Regions from separate parts of the Sus scrofa genome. Here region 2 is linked to region 1. Evidence: chromatin contacts called from public HiChIP or PLAC-seq data. All regions are on one chromosome and are shown on one strand. The core of a region is the stretch at or near the end of the contact, and the rest is flanking DNA. Distances in the headings are between cores, read along the strand shown. Region 1 has its middle 22 kb from the start of KPNA2. Region 2 overlaps PECAM1 (platelet and endothelial cell adhesion molecule 1).

Region 1 (3,046 bases), core at 109-2,608:
AGGGGGCCAAAGCGGGTGGCAGAGAAGAGCGAGGGACTGCATAGGGCTGTCCAGGAGGATCCTCCACGAAGGACAGTTCGGTTCTTTCGTTGTCAGCTGCACCCACAGCATGTGGAAGTTCCCTGGGCCAGGGATCGATTCCGAGCCGCATCTGCGACCTACACCACAGCTTCCGCGACGCTGGCTCTTTAATCCACTGTGCCCGGCCAGGGATCAAAGCTGGGCTGCTGCAGAGACCATGCCAGATCCCTAACCCGCTGCACCATAGGGAGAACTCCCAAGGACAGTTCAAGTTTGCAAAAATGAGAGATGAAAGTGAAATTCTCCAGTCTCTGTCCCTCGGCTGGAATTCCCTGTGGCTGCCTCTTGCTGAAGGCTGGACAGTGACAGCCTGGGATCTCCTTGGGCCTTGAGGAGGGAGAAGAGAAATAGCTGCTCACTGAAGAGGCCCTGCCAGAGCAACAGAATGGCTCAGTCTATTTATTGTGGGGCAAACAGGACCACGAAGCTCGGGGGGCCCAACCGGAAGCCGTGGCCAAAGTGGTTCCTTTTCTAAAAGGACAATGCAAAATGCACCTGGTTCCAGGGAACCCGGGTGTGGGGAGAGGTGTGTCTTCAACCCACACGGCTTGGGAGATTGTCCTCATGCTCCAGGCTGAGCCCAGGAACCCAGCTTAGTTCCTAGGTCTGAATGGGCTGACAGGTCACCAGATGCAGGGCTGAGAGAGAGGACACAAGCCATCGCTGAGTCACTTGGAAGACTGACGCCAGGGTTTTTCAACCTCAGCACCACTGGCATGTCGAGCAAGATCATTCTTTACTGTGGGGGTCAGGGGAGGGGGAGTCGTCTGTTCTGTGCTGTAGAGACTATGCTCAGTAGGACCCCTGATCTCTACCCACTTGGAAACCAGTTGTGTCCTCAAGATGAACCTCCAGATTGTCCGACATCCATCCCCTTGGAGTTGCAAAAGCACCTTCGATGGAGAGCAACTTTTTTTTTTTTTTTTCCGCCTTACCCGTGGCATGAGGTCATTCCAGGGCCGGGAATCAAATCAGCACCGCGGCAGCCACTTGAGCCACAGCAGTGATGACGCCAGGTCCTTAACCCACTAAGCCACCAGGGAACTCTAAGAACCACTGCTTTAGATAAAAATGACTCTGGGACGTGTTACATTTTTTTGCAATGACTTGAAATGACCCCATTTCAACACCAGGATCTGAACCCCACGGAATGCAACACAAAAGCAAATCAAGGAGGCAATTAATTACGGGCTGCCCAGCTGGCTTCTTCCTTGTAGTTTCAATCGCATTAGGCAGCCCACTTCCCTTCCTCTCCACTGTTTGAATGGTTGCTGTGCAGGGCGAAAAAACAGCGGCTGGTCCACCTCCGAGCTGGCCACATTTCAACAGCGGCTGGCGGGGAGCTCTCATGGGGCTTTCCAAGCTTAATTAGTTCATATTTGTAAAGTTCCTTAGGAAGCTCAGGCCAGGATGCGATGGGAAGTCCAAGCTACTAGGATTCCTGCCACACTCTTGAAAAGAACATTCCCGCATAAAAAGGCTGAGAGAGCCAGAAAAGAGCTCATAGGAGCCGGTGTGTGAATAGAGGAAGGAGTCCTTGGGAAGTGCATTTGAGACGGTAAAGAAAAGAGAGTAATACTTTCCAACTTTCTGGCCCTCCTCCTATTCTCTAGAGCAGGAAATTATTTCAAGTATTTCCTGAACAGCTGAAGTATGTTAGAGACCTGCTAACATTCTCTACATTATCTCCAGGAAATAGACGCCGAAGAATTTCTTTGCAACGAGAAACTATGTGGGCTCTGTTGCTCATTTCCACCTGAATGGGATGGAGACTCTTATTCTGGGAATTGGAGATGACAATCTCCTTAGATCATTTTGATGTCATACTCGGTGTCTTAAAGAACATGCCCTAGAGGAGAACTCTCCGGCGTGTGTGTGTGTGTGTGTGTGTGTGTGTGTGTGTGTGTGGGGGGAGAAAGGGGAGGAGAAGAGAGGGAAGCGAGGGGAGAGAGAGAGAGAGAAGGAAACTTTCTCTTTCTTTTTGGACCGAACCACGGCACGTGGAAATTCCCAGGCCAGGAACGGACCAAACTTGCGGCGCAGCAGCGACCCCAGCCACGGCAGGGACAGCACCGGCTCCTTAACTCGCTGTGCCACAAGGGAACTCCGAAAGAAACGTTCCTTGCCAGGTGGCTTAGCAATGTCAGTAACAGCTTGCTAGTTATCTAGTTATCTGCCATCTCCGGGTGGGGTTAAGAATGAGGTCAGCCTCTTCTGTTTTAGGCAGAATTCTAGAACGTGCAACAGAAGGAGGCTGATTAGCCCCATCCCACCTCCAGAGATTTGCCCCCTCCAAGGCCTGAGCCCATAAATCTCTTAGGGTGGGGGTCCGCAGGCAGCCTGCCCTGCTGGCCACGTTTAAGCCTCCCAAGCAAATCAATGCTGGGATGTTGGTGGGGTCATGAGAGCCATCTGGGAGCCAGCTGTGACTTTGGCCAGCGCATTCCCCCAGGCTCCGATGAAAGGGCTAGCAGGATTACCACGGCCGAAATACCAGGGGGAAATGGCAGTTTTGCCTCCCAAGCAAAGAACAAGGCGGAGAAAGCCAGCCAATTCCCGAAGAGAATGACAGATCCGATTATGCTGCTGAAGGCCAGGCAAGTTCCCTGCTCCCTAAGAACAATTAGAAACCATTCCCCTCTACGTGCTTGGGATCCAGCATTGGGAAGGCTGGGATTTGCCTCTCAGACCTGGCTGTCAGCAGGAGGACGGGAGCCAAACTGCATGTCTGTTACCGCCCACCCTCTGGGGCCTTCGGGGAAGCTGAACTGGAGGCCACAGAGAAATATAACCCCCTGCCATCAACTCTTTCCGGGGACAAAGCCACCCCATTCTTAGTGTACCTCATCATGCTTCTGGAACGAAGGTCCATCAAATGCCATCTTTTAGGGACAGCAGTTAAAACTCCTGTTCAGCTTGAGTTCTTTAGTCAAATTACCGCTAATTTCTTTCTTTTTTTTTTTTT
Region 2 (2,875 bases), core at 208-2,707, 410 kb before region 1:
TTCATTTCCGCTGTGCCACGGGAACTCCGACATTTGACGCTTTAAACCGTTTGTGAAAAGAATGAATAGCGCATGTTATTTTGGGAAAAAAAACAAAAACCAAAAAACAAAACCCTGAGAACTACAGAAACATAGAAAGCAGGTAAATATTAACTCTGGTTCCACTGTTGACTAAAATGTCTTCCAGTCATTTTCCACTAAGTGTAGGGGGCTTCTTGGGGGGGGGTAGTTATAATTATAGTCTGCCATTTTATAGTCTTTCTTTTTCACGTAATGTGAAACATATATATATATGTTTTAGCTGCACCCATGGCACATAGAACTTCCTGGGCCAGGGATTGAACCTCTGCCACAGTGGCAACCCCTAGCTGCTGCAGTGACAACACTGGATCCTTAACCTGCTGAGCCACATGGCAACTCCAGACATAATGTGATTTTATAAACATTTCCTGGTACCTTCTTTGTTTTGGAGTTTTTTTGTTTGTTTTTTTCCTGGTACCTTCTTAAACATAATGTTCTGGTGGCTGTGTAACCATCATTCCAGGGATACGCAGTTATTTACTTAACCAGTTCCTTACTTTTAAAAATTTAGGTTCTTTCCAAGGTTTTGCTATTGTAAATAATGCTGCCAGGATCCTCTTTGGGAATAAAGCTATTTCCATACTTCCTATCGGTTTGTCTCTTCCCAGGAGTTGGGGAGTGGGGTCAGTGGAGAAGGCAGAAACAGGGCCAATGCCCTTGGCACCTGTGGTCCAGGTGCTGCCTGAAGAACGGGCCGCCACATCCCTTTCCCCCGGGGAGCCTCGTCTCAGCTACCCAGAGACCACACTGTCCCCAGGCTGGAGCCCACACTGGGACTGGCCGCCCTGCCAGAAGGCGATGCCAAGCATGCCCGGAAGAGGGTGAGAAAGACCAATGAGAAGAGGGGACACTGCGTTGAAGGTGAGCGACCCACCTGCATTGGTTAGAGATGGTTTTCACTGCAAGAGGCAAGAGGGGGATGATCTGCCCTTTGCACAGGACCCGGCCTCGCTAACTAACGGCAGAGTTTCTGAAGGGGGAGTGGCCTGTGTATCGGGGCTGATTCCCCAAATGGCCCATATGGACAAGGCTCTGAGCACAGAAGCCTGGGGAAGGCCTGGGAGGAGGTGCGGCCATTCTTGAAGGGGAGGGAGAGCACCAGCACCCCCCCTCCCCACAGCCACTCCTCAGTCTTCCTCGAGAGAGGCCACCCAAGGGGCCCCAGTTTCCACGCCCGCCCCCCGTCCAAGCTCTAACCCGGTCCCTTCTGAATCTTGGGCAGTCTCAGGGCCCAACTGTCACAACGGGAGTCACAACCTTCTGTTTCTTTCTCTAACTTAAAAATATCCTGTTTCCACCAGTCCACTTCCCCCTCAAACCCTGTCTTATCACAGCCCCATTGTGCGTCTCCTCCAGAGGGAACAGGGCCAGAAGTTCCTAAGGGGCCCCCTTCTGTCCTGGCTGAGCCAGAGGCAGGCGTCAAAGGCCAAATGGATGAATCAGCCCGACCAAGAAATTGAGCCATTGTGTAAACTTCCACACATTGAGTGAGGCCGTGGGCAGCACCCCACCCCCCAACCCAAATCTGACCTGGGAGGACCCAAAGGATCCCATGCTTCCCGCTCCCCTAAAGTCCCGAGGGGCTCTGGAGTCAGACAAAGAGGACAAGAGCCTCAAGCTGCACTTCCTAAAGCAGCCCAGACACCCAATACGAAAACTGGAGCGCGCTGATAACACTGATTGAGGACCCAGTTCTGCACGCTTGTTGTCCTGTTGCTTCGCGGTACTAGAGTCTGGTGGGTAACACCCCGTTTTTTCCGTGGAGCAGGTTTTATCCGCCTGCACTCTGAGGTTGGAGACGCCCCCTGCGGGCCGGGCCTGCTCTGGGCCTCAGAGGACTGGTTGGGATGGGCCCTCGAGTGCTCCAGAGTGGACATGGCCTGGGGGCCCTCTGTTCTTCAGTCCCTTCTCCATGATTAGCCGCTCTTGGCACACGGCATTTCTGCTCCTTTAAGAAGCATCCTGGAAGTCTGAATTCCAGGCAAAGTGGAAGCAGAAGAGGGAGGCTGAGTGAGGCAGGAGGGTCCTGTCTAGCCGGAAAGACACAGGTTAGTGTCTGCAGCAGGACTCGGCATCTCTTCCCAGAGCCATCAGCCCTCAAGTGGGATGTGCCCAGGACACCTCCAAGGTGGCCGCAGGGCCTCTAGAGAGGAAATCCAGCTTTCGTCTTAGAGGAGTCACAGGAAGTGAGGTCCTCCAAACCAGAGTTTCTTGTTGCTGGTGCCACTGACATTCTGGGCTGGAAAATCCTTTGTCATGGGGCCTGTCCTGTGCATTGTAAGATGTTCAGCAGCATCCCGGGCCCTCCAAATTATGACAATGAAAAATGTCCCCAGATGTTGCCAAATGTCCCTGCGTTGAGAACCACTGCTCTCGGCTGTGAAAATCTTATCCCAGACCTGAGTTCTTTCATGCGGAAGAACTCGACGGCATTGCTCATTAATTATAATATATCGCTTTGCCCTTCTGTCTTAAAAACTGCTGTAAATAGATATGTCCACAAGCTATGCTTTGGATGAACTGCAAAGCATCTTATAAAGTACTTTGAGGATAAGCTGGAGCGCTGCAAAACCGTCAAGGGTGGAATCAGAGTAAAGATCCACATTGCTGGCTAGCCAGGCATTCCAGTTCACACAGGCTGAGAGAACTGAAGACACCACGGGTTACCACGCATTTACGGAGAGGCTCTCTCCCCAGCTACAGTTTATCTCTTTTAGTTCCTGTCACTAGGAGGACAAGGAGGAGGAAAAGAAAATCAAAACTTCCCTTGGCTTAGTCCACACCAGTCAGAGGA

The links. HiChIP or PLAC-seq counts read pairs in DNA pulled down with a chosen protein or histone mark.
Region 2: an H3K27ac HiChIP or PLAC-seq map of skeletal muscle shows a contact between it and region 1, with 3 times the contacts expected there. The contact joins two enhancer-like sites. A contact is called at or near these places in 1 of 47 Hi-C or Micro-C datasets (mesenteric adipose tissue) and 1 of 2 datasets of contacts at active chromatin or transcription factors (skeletal muscle).

Annotation. Positions count from the first base shown.
Region 1 is chr12:14,305,428-14,308,473 of Sscrofa11.1, reverse strand. No RefSeq gene overlaps it. Among named protein-coding and RNA genes, the nearest start is that of KPNA2, 22 kb to the right of the region's middle. Within about 2 kb of position 1,358, at least 31 of the 83 cell types and tissues checked have an H3K27ac peak or open chromatin away from gene starts, as enhancers often do. A contact at or near this core is called in skeletal muscle, where this site is marked.
Region 2 is chr12:14,714,288-14,717,162 of Sscrofa11.1, reverse strand. The region is part of intron 14 of PECAM1 (platelet and endothelial cell adhesion molecule 1); the gene reads right to left. Among named protein-coding and RNA genes, the nearest start is that of PECAM1, 48 kb to the right of the region's middle. Within about 2 kb of position 1,457, at least 18 of the 83 cell types and tissues checked have an H3K27ac peak or open chromatin away from gene starts, as enhancers often do. A contact at or near this core is called in skeletal muscle, where this site is marked.